Regions from separate parts of the Macaca mulatta genome. Here region 2 is linked to region 1. Evidence: chromatin contacts called from public Hi-C data. All regions are on one chromosome and are shown on one strand. The core of a region is the stretch at or near the end of the contact, and the rest is flanking DNA. Distances in the headings are between cores, read along the strand shown.

Region 1 (7,222 bases), core at 3,079-5,578:
AAGATACTCCTTGAGAAGAGCAATCCCAAGACACAATCATCAGATTCACCAAGGTTGAAATGAAAGAAAAAATGTTAAGGGCAGCCAGAGAGAAAGGTTGGGATACCCAAAAAGGGAAGCCCATTAAACTAACAGTGGATCTCTTGGCAAAAACCCTACAAGCCAGAAGAGAGTGTGGGCCAATATTCAACATTCTTAAAGAAAAGAATTTTCAACCCAGAATTTCATATCCAGCCAAACTAAGCTTCATAAGCGAAGGAGAAATAAAATCATTTTCAGACAAGGAAATGCCAAGAGATTTTGTCACCACCAGGCCTACCTTACAAGAGCTCCTGAAGGAAGCGCTAAACATGGGAAGGAACAACCGGTACCAGCCACTGCAAAAACATACCAAAATGTAAAGACCATGGACGCTATGAAGAAACTGTATCAACTAATGGGCAAAATAACCAGCTAGCATCATAACAACAGGATCAAATTCACACATACCAATATTAAACTTAAATGTAAACAGGTTAAGTGCCCCAATTAAAAGACACAGACTGGCAAACTGGATAAAGAGTCAAGACCCATCGGTGTGCTGTATTTAGGAGACCCATTTCATGTGCAAAGACACACGTAGGCTCAAAATAAAGGGATGGAGGAATATTTATCAAGCAAATGGAAAGCAAAAAAATCAGGGGTTGCAATCCTAGTCTCTGATGAAACAGACTTTAAACCAACAAAGATCAAAATGACAAAGAAGGGCATTACATAATGGTAAAGGGATCAATTCAACAAGAAGAGCTAACTATCCTAAACATATATGCATCCTATACAGGAGCACCCAGATTCATAAAGCAAGTTCTTAGAGACCTACAAAGAGACTTAGACTCCCCACAATAATAGTGGGAGACTTTAACACCCCAATGTCACTATTAGACAGATCAACAAGACAAAATTAACAAGGATATCCAGGACTGGAACTCAGCTCTGGACCAAGCAGACCTAATAGACATTTACAGAACTCTTCACCCCAAATCAATAGAATACACATTCTTCTCAGCACCACAGTGCACTTATTCTAAAATTCTGATATTGTTATATGTGAATTGATCCTGTCATTATAAGGCTAGCTGGTTATTCCACATCATTGGGAGTAAAACACTCCTTAGCAAATGCAAAAGAATGGAAATCATAACAAACAGTCTCTCAGACCACAGTGCAATCAAATTAGAACTCAGGATTAAGAAACTCACTTAAAGGCCGGGCACGGTGGCTCAAGCCTGTAATCCCAGCACTTTGGGAGGCCGAGACGGGTGGATCACAAGGTCAGGAGATCGAGACCATCCTGGCTAACGCAGTGAAACCCCGTCTCTACTAAAAAATACAAAAAAATAGCCAGGCGAGGTGGCGGGCGCCTGTAGTCCCAACTACTCGGGAGGCTGAGACAGGAGAATGGTGCAAACCCGGAAGGCGGAGCTTGCAGTGAGCTGAGATCCGGCCACTGCACTCCAGCCTGGGCGACAGAGCGAGACTCCGTCTCAAAAAAAAAAAAAAAAAAAAAAAAAAGAAACTCACTTAAAACCGCACAACCACATGGAAACTGAACAACCTGTTCCTGAATGACTACTGGGTAAAAAAGGAAATTAAGGCAGAAATAAAGATGTTCTTTGAAACCAATGAGAAGAAAGACACAATGTACCAGAATCTCTGGGACTCATTTAAAGCAGTGTGTAGAGGGAAATTTATAGCATTAAATGCCCATAGAGAAAGCAGGAAAGATCTAAAATCGACATTCTAACATCACAATTAAAATAACTAGAGAGGCAGGCTGCAGTGGCTCACACCTGTAATCCCAGCACTTTGGGAGGCTGAGGTGGGCGGATCACAAAGTCAGGAGATCGAGACCATCCTGGCTAGCATGGTGAAACCCTGTCTCCACTGAAAATACAAAAAATTAGCCAGGCGTGGTGGTAGGCGCCTGTGGTTCCAGCTACACGGGAGGCTGAGGCAGGAGAATGGCCTGAACCCAGGAGGCGGAGCTTGCAGTGAGCCGAGACAGCGCCACTGCAGTCCAGCCTGGGCGACAGAGTGATACTCCATCTCAAAACAAAACAAAACAAAACAAAAACCTAGAGAAGTGAGAGCAAACAAATTCAAAAGCTAGCAGAAGACAAGAAATAACTAAGATCAGCGCAGAACTGAAGGAGATAGAGACATAAAAAACCCTTCAAAAAAATTAATGAAGCCAGGAGCTGGTTTTTTGAAAAGATCAGCTATGTAGATAGACCACTAGCCAGGCTAATAAAGAAGAAAAGAGAGAAGAATCAAATAGACACAATAAAAAATGATAAAGGGTATATCACCACCAATCCCACAGAAATACAAACTACCATCACAGAATACTATAAACACCTCTACGCAAATAAACTAGAAAATCTAGAAGAAATGGATAAATTCCTGGACACATACACCCTCCCAACACTAAACCAGGAAGAAGTGGAATCCCTAAACAGACCAATAACAAGTTCTGAAACTGAGGCAATAATTAATAGCCTAACAACCACAAAAAGTCCAGGACCAGACGGATTCACAGCCGAATTCTACCAGAGGTACAAAGAGGAGCTGGTATTGTTCTTTCTGAAACTATTCCAAACAATAGAAAGAGAGAGAATCCTCCCTCCTTCGTAAGACTCATTTTAGGAGGCCAGCATCATCCTAATACCAAAACCTGGCAGAGACACATCAAAAAAAGAAAATTTCAGGCCAATATTCCTGATGAACATCGACGCGAAAATCCTCTATAAAATACTAACAAACAGAAGCCAGCAGCACATCAAAAAGCTTATCCACCACGATCAAGTCTGCTTTATCCCTGGGATAAACACTTTGGGAGACTGAGGTGGGAGGATTGCTTGAGCTCAGGAGTTCGACACCAGTCAGTCCGGCCAGGGAAAATAGTGAGATCCACGCCCCAAAAAGCTCCCCGGCTGCCCCCTGCTCGCCTCTGCCAAAAATACAAAATATTAGCTGGGCGTGGTTGAGCGTTCCTGAGGTCCCAGCTACTCAGGAGGCTGAGGTGGGAGGATCCCTTGAACGCAGGAGGAGGAGGTTGCAGTGAACCGAGATGGCGCCACTGCAGTCCAGCCTGGATGACAGAGCGAGACTCTGCCTCAAAAACAAAGCAAAAAAAAAAAAAAAAAAAAAAAAAAAACCAAACCAAAAAACATTTTATTTCAGTACATAATAATTCCTTGGGTACATTTTACATCACTTCTCTTGTCTTTCCCCTTGATTATCCATTCTGTTAGAGTTTCCTCTTGACTATCAGGAAAAGCAACAGTTTATGCTAACAATGCATGTTGACAGTGCCAACAGTGCTGGCCTGTGGAAACAACGGTTTTAAACCCTACGCAGCATAATGTCATTTGAATAATGGCAACCAGAAACTTCGTTTATAATCCTCGAATCTTCCTTTGAAGGTTGTATTTTGTAATTAGGGACTAAATTTTTTCGTGAGTGGAGGCAATTATTAATGAGTCTACCTACCACCCTACTTGTGCATAAACGCAAGACACACCTTCTAAAAGGTTTTACCATGGCTCACAACATTCCATACCATGCTGTTCAGCTTAAAAACACACTACTAACCACCTGCTCTGTCTGGTTTTAAATGTTTTCTTTTTTTTTTTTTTTTTTTTTTTTTTTGAGACGGAGTCTCACGCTGTTGCCCAGGCTGGAGTGCAGTGGCGCGATCTCGGCTCACTGCAAGCTCCGCCTCCTGGGTTCACGCCATTCTCCTGCCTCAGCCTCCTGAGTAGCTAGGACTACAGGCGCCCGCCACCGCGCCCGGCTAATTTTTTGTATTTTTAGTAGAGACGGGGTTTCACTGTGGTCTCGATCTCCTGACCTTGTGATCCGCCCGCCTCGGCCTCCCAAAGTGCTGGGATTACAGGCTTGAGCCACCGCGCCCGGCCTAAATGTTTTCAATTTACACCCACACAAATACAGGTCGCCCTGAATCGGTGGATGTATTTCTGCCTTCGTTAAAAAAGAAGACTAAAAGAATATGGAATCCCCTATTCACACTTAGTTCGCCTAGGAAAACTAGCAGTCAGTGAAAAACTGGCCACATCACAGCCGTCCAATTTCGGCAGCCGGGGTAGCCTCCCTACCCTCACTTTCTCCAGCCCCGCCTCCAGGACGGCCCAACTGCTTTCCTCACAGCTCATTGGGCGCGCGGCACCATCGGGCGGCAACTCCAGGGATCCGCCCCTCCATCGCCGGAGGCTGGGGTTGGGCTTCCCATCCGCCCTTTTTCTAGACCGCGCGCATGCGCATTCTCATTGGACCCTGGAGTGCCGCTTAGGGATCGGTTTTCTCCTCCTTTCTTCCCGCGATCGCGCGGCTCCCCGAAACCCTTCCCACTGTATTATTGCCGAGGATCCCCCTCCTAGACGCTCTGAGAAGGTGCCGCTCCGGCCGTGGGTACGGCGGTACCCGGATGTGGAGCCGCTCTCGCCGGGCTGGGACTCTGTGGCGGGGCGGAGCGCGGCGGTTGGTGCGGGGGCAGAGAGAAGGGGGCCAGAGGGCCCGGGCCCTCGCCGGACGCCGGGAGGTACCACCGCTGCCCACGGGGGAGGAGGCGGCGCCGGCGCTCGGGCTCCCTCCCCGGAGCCAGGGCCCGGGGTCGCAGAAAGGCCGGCAGTTAAGCTTGCTCCCCGCCGCCCTCGCCGCCCCCCCCGGGCTAACCTCCCCCGGCCCCCTGCGCTCCTCGCGCTCCCGGCCGGGGGAGAGCGTGGTTTCCTGGCGGCCGTCGCTGTAGCCTGGCCGGGGAGCCCGGAGGAAGCGGGAGAGTCCCCGCCCACGGCCCCCTCCCCTCCGCCCGCTAGCAGCCGCCGCCTCCGAGCAGCCGCGGGCCGCCCTCCAGTCCGAGCGGGGGGCGCGGCGGCGACGGCTGGGCAGCGGCTTTGGGCTCCGCGGGGACCGCGCCGCCGCCTCCGTGAGTTATTCCCACGTCCCCCGGGGCTCGCTGCCGCCCCCGCCGGCGCCGAGAGTCCGGCCCGGGCCCAACTCCCTCACGGGCCCCCCGGCGGCAGCGGCGGCGGCGGCGGCAGCGGCGGAGCCCACCGCCCGGGCCCCGATGAGTAACTCCCGGAATAACCGGGTGATGGTGGAAGGGGTTGGCGCTCGGGTAGTGCGCGGCCCGGACTGGAAGTGGGGGAAGCAGGACGGCGGCGAGGGCCATGTGGGCACCGTCCGGAGCTTCGAGAGCCCCGAGGAGGTGGTGGTAGTGTGGGACAACGGCACCGCTGCCAACTACCGCTGCTCCGGGGCTTACGACCTCCGCATCCTGGACAGCGCGCCCACCGGTAAGCCGCGGCCACCTGGCCCGGGCCTGCGCGCGCGGGGGGAAGGGTCGAGCTGCGGTGGACGTCGGTGGCGCGGGGAGAGGTCTGCGGTGGGACACCTGGTGGGCAGCGCCCGGCTGGAGTGAGCGGAAAGGGAAAGCGCAAAGGGAATTCTAGGTTCAGAACGGGTGAACAAAAACTTACAGAAAAGACCCCCTACCCCCAAGGGAAATGATGGCAGCACCATCACCGGGATGCTTTCAAGCCTGGAAAACACAAAGCACCGGGAAGAGAACAGACACAGCTCCCCCAACCCGACTCCTCCTCTTGGGAAGGAGTCTGGAGAGGCCTATCTAATAAGCCATTGAAATTAATCAGCCACCAAGTGATAACTGTCTGAAGGGAGGCTTGCCTTGCCATATGGTGCTCAGTTGACCGTTTACAATTGCCGAGGGGCCGTTCATACCTCGGATTTGTGGAGATGCCTTTTTTCTTACCGCCTGTGACACAGAATGACTTGGAGTTCAGTAGCCAAATGTTACTTGGGACTCTGTGGAATGATTTTTCATCCATATTGTTCTATTTTGTATCTTTATATCAATAGAGGGAAAACCAGCCTGAGCTCTTGAACCATTTCTTTGTGTTAAATACTTTTTCCAAGTGGCAGATCGGCATAGGGGACACCTGATTTTATTTTTTGTTACACTAACATCCGTCTCAGTAAGGTGATGTCAGAATCTTACCCATTCACCTAGCAGTGAGTCAGGATCCTTGATTAGTGAATCTTGATTAGTGACTTTTAGGGGTCTGTTATTGACGCTAGAGTTTCTAAATGATTAAACCAAAGGCTTGCTTTCACAAAATAAATTTCAAATTCATTTTCATATAGATTCATCTTTGGTATTATTTATCCTTGATTCTGTAGAAAATAGTTCACATTTAAAATTGGGTACTTTTCAGTATTCCTAAATGAGCTGCTTCTAAGACATTGATTGAGTTTGGCAAGGCCTTACAAATCTTGGAATGGGCTCATAGTTATTATTAGTAGCAATAAAGAACTTAACACAAGCCAACTCAATTTTTGAACAGCTAATTCAACAAATTGTATTCCTTAGCCAGTTTTTTAAAAACAATTATTAAAAAAAAATTTTTTTTTAAAGCGACAGTTGTCTCGCTTTATTTCTTGGGCTGGTCTTGAACTCCTGACCTCAAGCAGCCCTCCCATCTTAGCCACCCAAAATGCTGGCATTACAGGAGTCAGCCACAAGGTCAGGCTTTAGATAGCTTTCTGAATATTAAAAAGAGTGTATGTACATGACCAGAAGAAAATGAAAAGATTCAACAGCCCAAAAAGGGGCAGCCATTGTTATCAGTTTTTTGTGTAGTCTTACAGAATACTCTATTGCATGGCAAGCATGTGTGTGACTATACTATAAATCTAATCCCCTTTTAAGTACAAATGATAACTATATTCACTCCTCTGCATTTTTGTTTCTTTCACTAAATTATATTGGTGATTGTTCCATTGTTTCATGGCTGCATAGTATTCCAGTGATTGGATACGGTGATTTATCTAACCAGGAGTTTATCGATGGCCGTTTTATTATTTCATGTTTTCTTTACAATGATGCAGTGAATAGGTCCTTGCACATATATCCTTATGCATATGTGCTGAGTATTTCTGAAGAAGTGGAATTGCTGAATCAAAACATTGCACATATTTAACATTTTGGTAGATACTGACTAATTGCTTTTTGAAGACGTTTTATGAGTTGACACTGCCAGCAACAGTGTTTGAGGCCTAATTTCTGCCTACTCTTTTTTTTTTTTTTTGAGACAGGGTTTTGTTTTGTCACCTGCAGCCTTGAAGTTTTGTTGTCATGCTAGCT
Region 2 (7,222 bases), core at 1,843-4,342, 140 kb before region 1:
TTACAGGCATGAGCCACCGCACCCGGCCAAGTAACTACAGTATTATAATACAGCTATAATACAGAACTTATACAGAAAAAACAGAACCAAAGAATTTCCATTGAATGATCCACAGAAAAATATGAAAGTCAGGGTTACAAAAGGGGTAATACAGTCCTTAAGTTAATTATCTACAGTAACAATTTTACTGGAGTTGGTTTCTGGTACCTAAATTTTAATCACCTTCAATAGAAGGTATTCCAAGAACTCTATGTGGAACAAAAATCTGCCAATAAAAGTCATGAAAAAGTAGGCCGGCGCGGTGGCTCACGCCTGTAATCCCAGCACTTTGGGAGGCCGAGGCAGGTGGATCACAAGGTCAGGAGATCGAGACCATCCTGGCTAACACGGTGAAACCCCGTCTCTACTAAATACAAAAAATTAGCCAGGCGTGGTGGCGGGCGCCTATAGTCCCAGCTACTCGGGAGGCTGAGGCAGGAGAATGGTGTGAACTCCGGAGGCGGAGCTTGCAGTGAGCCGAGATCGCGCCACTGCACTCCAGCCTGGGTAACAGAGTGAGACTCCATCTCAAAAAAAAAAAAAAAAGTCATGAAAAAGTATTTAACTATTACAAAAACAATCCATTATTCTGAACTGTGCAGCGCTGGTCACCTTCATTAACAGAATAAATACAATCAGCTCTGCCTAATAAATTACCAAGCTAAAAAGGACTATTTGGCAAAAGAAGTTAATGGCATTCATTAATTAGGGTACTTTTTTAGTTATTCTGTGAAGCACAATTCATCAACTTAAATGCCAGCACCTTGTATGGGACGGACATTTTAAAAATTACCTGGCCAGGCATGGTGGCTCACGCCTGTAATCCCAGAACTTTGGGAGGCCAAGGCGGGCGGATCACCTGAGGTCAGAAATTCGAGACCAGCCTGGCCAACACGGTGAAACCCTAGCTCTACTAAAAATAAAAAAAAAATTAGCCGGGCGTGGTGGCACCTGTCTGTAATCCCAGCTACTCGGGAGGCTGAGGCAGGAGAATCGCTTGAACCCAGGAGGCGGAGATTGCAGTGAGCCGAGATCTCACTACTGCCGTCCAGCCCAGGCGACAGAGTGAGACTCCATCTCAAAAAAAAAAACAACTACTTGTTCACTACAGGATTATAATATTGATTGAGAAAGGTGAAACAATAGCATATTTTCCACAGTTAGCAATGACAAAAGAGTTCTAGCTCATAAGCCAGGACAAATTTTGGAATTGTGCTTCCAAAGTCACACATCTGACCCAACAGTCATATCCGGCATTCTGCCTAAAAGGGAAAAAGTGGCTCTATTACAGTCCTAGTTTCCTCATTTCCTCACATGCTCTACGCTTCAATTTGCGGCTTCCAAATTAAGTACTTTTTAAAGCACTTCTCATCCTACTCCCATGTCTAATTCCATTGATTAGATTTCTTGCTTTTCAATTAAAACACACACACACCAGGCATAGTGGCTCAGGCCTGTAATCCCAGCACTTCTGGAGGCCCAGGTTATCACTTGAGCCCAGGAGTTCGAGACCAGTCTGGGCAACATGGCGAAACTCCGTCTCTACAGAAAACTTAGCCTAACATAGTGGCGCACGCCTGTAGTCGCAGCCACTCAGGGAGGCGGAGGTGTGAGGATTGCTTGAGGCCGGGGAGGTAGGTCAAGGCTGCAGTGAGCCGTGATTACACCACTGCAATCCAGCATGGGCGACAGAGCGAGACCCCGTCTCAAAATAAAATAACTTAAAACTTTATTAGTGTTGGTGTCCTGTGTAAAGCAGAAACTAAGGACTAGATCGGAAGACAAAATGAATCTAGCATAGTTCACCGCAACCTGGATGTTTTCAACTGAAATCCAAGTTTTATCCAGTTTTTAAAAAAAAAGGTTGGCGGGGGGACTAACCACACCTTATGCCACCAAGTAGCGCTTTTGTTTCCTGCGAAGGTTATTTATTGAGATATCATTTTGTAATAATATTTAGATACCGTGTGCTGCGATTCCTGTTTAAAGGAATCTCACTGCAGCTAAGACTACAGAAAAGATGGTTCATAGCACTTCTCAAATCGCAAAGCTTGAGCTCCTTCTTCCCCTCTCCCCGGTCCCTGCTGCTTCCCCATCGCCCCGGGAAATACAGTACACGCCGGATCCCCGGACGCGTCATTGAGAGGCGGAGGGAGAGGAGGTAGTCTCATAATTGTTGGACTTGCTATCCCATTCTGCCTGTGCAAAATAAACCCCCATATTAAAATAATCTCGAACCGTGATAAAAATCGAGGACCCAATTCTCTTTGGCTCGCCTCTCTCCATCGCTATCAACTTCACTGCGGCCCTCAATGCACTCATTTCTACTACAGAGCCGCCCTACCTGTGCCGAGACCCCCATCTCCAGCCCAAGTTACTCGATGACCTTGGGCCCGCTCCCCTTCCAAGCTCAAGGCTGTAAAACCAGGACCCCACATCGCACCCCGCAGACTGTAGAGGCCTCCAGGCTCAGGCCGGGTCAGCGAGTTGCGGCGGGGGAGAGCGAGCGACTGGCTCGGGGGAAGCGCTGGGAAGAGAAGACGCTGGGGGCGGAGACGGGGCTCGGGGCTACCTGCGGGACCAGCGCCGGCGCCACCCCGGTGCTAGCAATGGCTGCACGCCACCTCGGGGCTCCCGGAGCCCTCGCGGCCGTGCTAGGAACTCCGACCCTGCCCCGTCCGCGGTCACCACCCTTATGAACTCCGACCGCTCAGCAAGCAGCGGCAGGTGGTGCTCGGCCGCGCGAGCAGGTTAGCTGCCTACCTCAGGCGACGGCGTCTCGGAGCCCAGAGCCTCCCGCCTCCCTCTCAGGGGCGCGAAGAGCTGGGACCGAAGCAGTAGGAATCGGCGTGCGAGGCAACACGCCACCGAGGGTGGAACAGGAAGAGGGAGAACCGTCCGCTCCCTGGAGAGGCTGGCAAAAGGGTGGTGAGGACGCAGGCGGCGGGGACCGTCAGGGACGCTCGCGTACCTTCCTTTCGCCTGGCGGAGGGTCAGACCAGAGCCAGCGGATCGCCTCACATCCGGGTATCAGGAGACACTCAGCTGCTACTGCTGCGGCCGCCGCCTCCCCCGCGGCGCAAACACCAAACTTCCGGCGACGACGGCGACGCCTCGCTCGTCAGATGGGAGTTACCTGTGACTGTGTTGGGTGCGCTTGCGCAACGCTTCTCTTCAGCCCTAACCGGCTCAGCTGACGTGCCCAGAAGACGAAGATGGCCGCCACGCTCGCTGCGTGTCACGCAGTTTTTCACCCCGGCCCGGACGGCTGGGCGTCGGGGAAAGGCGAGCTAGTGTCCATCCTCAGCGCAGGCGCGGTGGGAGGCCTCGCGCGCGCGCCTCCGCGGGTGGTCGCCTGGCGGGGAAGTGGCGGCGCCCCCTAGCGGCGGCCGCTTGTCCTTCCTGGGGTCATCGCTTTGAGCTGAAAACCACCGAGGCCCCCTGCGGCCGTGGTTTACCTTGGAAATTTGTCGCAACTGGTTGCTATGTAGGTTTTGGCTGCTTCTGTCTGCGACGTACAATCCAAGTGCCTTTGGTCTTCCATATGAGCCAATGTAAAGAAGGAGGGTGGGGCCGGGCGCGGTGGTTCACGCCTGTAATCCCAGCACTTTGGGAGGCAGAGGCGGGTGGATCATTTGAGGTCAGAAGTTCGAGACCAGCCTGACCAACATGGTGAAACCCCGTCTCTACTAGAAATACAAAAATTAGCCGGGCGGTGTGGCGTGCGCCTGTAATCCGAGCTACTCGGGAGAATTGGGGGATTCTCGGCCGGGCGCGGTGGCTCAAGCCTGTAATCCCAGCACTTTGGGAGGCCGAGACGGGCGGATCACGAGGTCAGGAGATCGAGACCATCCTGGCTAACACAATGAAACCCCGTCTCTACTAAAAATACAAAAAAATTAGCCGGGCGAGGTGGCGGGCGCCTGTAGTCCCAGCTACTCGGGAGGCTGAGGCAGGAGAATGGCGTAAACCCGGGAGGCGGAGCTTGCGGTGAGCCGAGATAGCGCCACTGCACTCCAGCCTGGGCGACAGAGCGAGACTCCGTCTCAAAAAAAAAAAAAAAAAAAAAGAAAGAATCACAAGTTTTAGTTCAAAGAGGGTCTGAGACTACCAAGAAATTATTTTTTTCAGATAATTGGAGGAAGACATTCAACTTAGAAAAATAGTGTTTGATAATCCAAACAAAATGTTAGTCAGGTCTCTTTAGTTAGAAAATGACTGAAATCCAGCTCAAACTCATGTAAGCAACATTAAAAAAAAGAAAAATATATATTGCTACCATAACCAGGAGCGATGGAGCAGCTGACCTCAGCTCATCCTAAAACTTGAGGATGTCAGATGATGTCAGCAGGACACTCTACAATGCCCAGCTCTTCTTTCATCTGCATTAGTTTCATTCTCAAATATGCTTTCCTGACAACTCAGCAGAAATTACATAAGTTCACAGCCAACTGGTTTCAGTGAAAAGAGTGGCCCCCATTCCTGAGAGCTCCCAAGAAGGTCCTGGGGAGATCTTTGTTTCAACTTTGCTGTGTACCAGTGCTAGAAATAAATGCTATAACCCAGATGACACATCATGGTGCTCAACATTATAGTTACATAAGTGGTGAAGGTCTTTTTAACACCCCCTACAGCAAGAATTACAAGGCCACATTCTCCTGCTGAACTCAAAACCATTAATGTAATTTCCCGGACTTGTTTAAATTGGTTGTTTCCTTGCTGACTCTAAATTGCAGTATATACTTTTCTGCCTTTGCTTATCAGTAGGACATCTACTTCTGAAAACTGATAATGGAATGGTTGCATTGCTCCATGTATTATTTTCCCATTTCCTTGTTCCTTTTCTTTCTCGTGACCAGTCTAAATGCTTGCAACAGATAAAACCTCTGCCAAATCACAGAGGACAGGACAATCTCACTTTCAGATTAATCCTCCTGCTAGCAGGAAATTAAGGCATTATTTGTTGCCCCACTCTTGTTGACTTTATTTCAGGACTCTTGATGGTTTTATACTATGAGAAAGTAAAAATCCTAAAAAATGTTTGAGCTAGAAAATAAAGAAAAAGTATAGCAATTTAGGATAAATCAACGGACGATGACACTTCAATTTGCCATCTGGGAGACACGTCACTACCATACAAATAATAATGCTGGCCCCACATACTTGAGAGGCGATGAGTAGGCATTAGCCAGATTAAGAACTACATGTACGAAAGGCTGGAGAGGGAGTAAGCTTGATGAATTGCAAGAACTCCATTTTTGTTTTTCTTTTTTTTTTTTTTTTTGAGATGGAGTTACACTCTGTCACCCAGGCTGGAGTGCAGTGGTGCGATCTTGGCTCACTGGAACCTCCACCTCCTGGGTGCAAGCGATTCTTCTGCCTTAGCCTCCCGAGTAGCTGGGACTACAGGCACCCACCACCACATGCAGCTAATTTTTTGTGTTTTTGGTAGAGACAGGGTTTCACCATGTTGTCCAGGCTGGTCTCAAACTCCTGACCTCCCGTGATCTGTCTGCCTCAGCCTCCCAAAGGGCTGGGATTACAGGTGTGAGCCACCACGCCCAGCCCCAAATATTATACTATTGAGGGGAAAGGGGATAGCTTAAGAAGTAGGCAGGCCCCTGTCAATCTAAAAGGAAGAGGCTGAAGCACAAAATGTGATTTAAAGAGTTTACTTGAGCCAAAGTGAGGACAGCTGCCCAGAAGACTCAGCCACAAGTAAACTTGAATATGAGCTCCTTTTGGCCTTTGTTACAAGCAGGTTTTTAAAGGCAAAACACCTGGACAGGGAGTGAGCTGATAGAAAGTTGTTTTTCAAGAATTATCATTGGCTTACAGAAATAAATAGTGATTGACTAGGCATTGTTAAGCTACAGAGTATGGGGTTTAGTGTCTGGTGTGGCATTAGTAGGTAATTTATAGCTACTTGTAATAATAGCGAACAGTTTTGTGTGTGACAGGGTCTGGCTCTGTCGCCCAGGTTGGAGTGCAGTGGCACCATCTCAGCTCACTGCAGCCTCTCCCCACCTCAGCCTCCTGAGTAGCTGGGACAATAGGCGTGCATCACCATGCCCAGCTATGTTATTTTATTTTATTTTTTCGGATTTTTAGTAGAAACATGGGGTCTCAACATATTATCCAGGCTGGTCTTGGACTTCTGAGCTCAAGGGAGCCACCCATCTTGGCCTCCCAAAGTGCTGGGATTACAGGTGTGAGCCACCAGGCCCGGCTACAAACAGTTTCAATAGATGAATGAGACATGTGTCTTATTTTAATGTTTCTCTGGGCTTGATAAAGTTTAAAAACTCTGATTCATCAAATACAAGTTATTTTCTTTTATCAGCCCAAAGTAGGAAGGGCCTTCAAGATAATAGGGAGGAGTACCCCATGCTCAGTACTGCGGATACTACAGAAAACAATACACTCAGGTCTCCTTCCTCATGGAGCATCCATCCTAATAGAGGAGGCATTCAGTTATCATTATTATTATTTTTTTTTTCTTTGAGATTGTTGCCCTGGCTAGAGTGCAGTGGCACGATCTTGGCTCACTGCAACCTCTGCCTCCCAGGTTCAAGCCATTCTCCTGCCTCAGCCTCCTGAATAGCTGGGATTACAGACACCTGCCACCACACCCGGCTAATTTTTGTATTTTTATTAGAGACAGGGTTTCACCATGTTGGCCAGGCTGGTCTCAAACTCCTGACCTCAGGTGATCCGCCCACCTGAGCCTCCCTAAGTGCTGGGATTACAGGTGTGAGCTACTGCGCCCAGTTGAGGCATTCAGTTATTTCACAAATATTTATTGAGGGCATATTAACAAGGCATTATTTTAGATGCTGGAGGTGCTGCAGTCAACAGAAAAGACATAATTCCCTGCTTTCAGTTTACATTCTTGTATCTGACAATAAATAAGTAAATAAATAATTAAATTCTAAGAAGGAAACAAATACGGTCCTCAAAAAGTACTGTCCAATCACACTTTCTGTGATGATGGAAATATTCATATATCTGCATTGTTCAAAAGGGTAGCCATAGACACATATAAGTATTTGAAATGTAGTTACTAGGCCGGGCATGGTGGCTCACGCCTGTAATCCCAGCACTTGAGGAGGCCGAGGAGGGTGGATCACAAGGTCAGGAGTTCAAGACCAGCCTGTCCAAGGTGGTGAAACACCGTCTCTAC

Evidence for each region. A called contact is a pair of places that touch in the nucleus more often than the background predicts.
Region 2: a Hi-C map of fetal cortex germinal zone shows a contact between it and region 1, with 2.5 times the contacts expected there. The contact joins the promoter of ESCO1 here to the promoter of MIB1 in region 1. A contact is called at or near these places in 2 of 14 Hi-C or Micro-C datasets (CD4 T cells and fetal cortex germinal zone).

Annotation. Positions count from the first base shown.
Region 1 is chr18:70,663,484-70,670,705 of T2T-MMU8v2.0, reverse strand. MIB1 (MIB E3 ubiquitin protein ligase 1) reads left to right here and starts at 4,328. Exons shown (of 20, transcript XM_015121656.3): 1 at 4,328-5,354. The coding sequence starts at 5,126.
Region 2 is chr18:70,804,370-70,811,591 of T2T-MMU8v2.0, reverse strand. ESCO1 (establishment of sister chromatid cohesion N-acetyltransferase 1) reads right to left here and starts at 3,092. Exons shown (of 12, transcript XR_013408155.1): 1 at 2,803-3,092.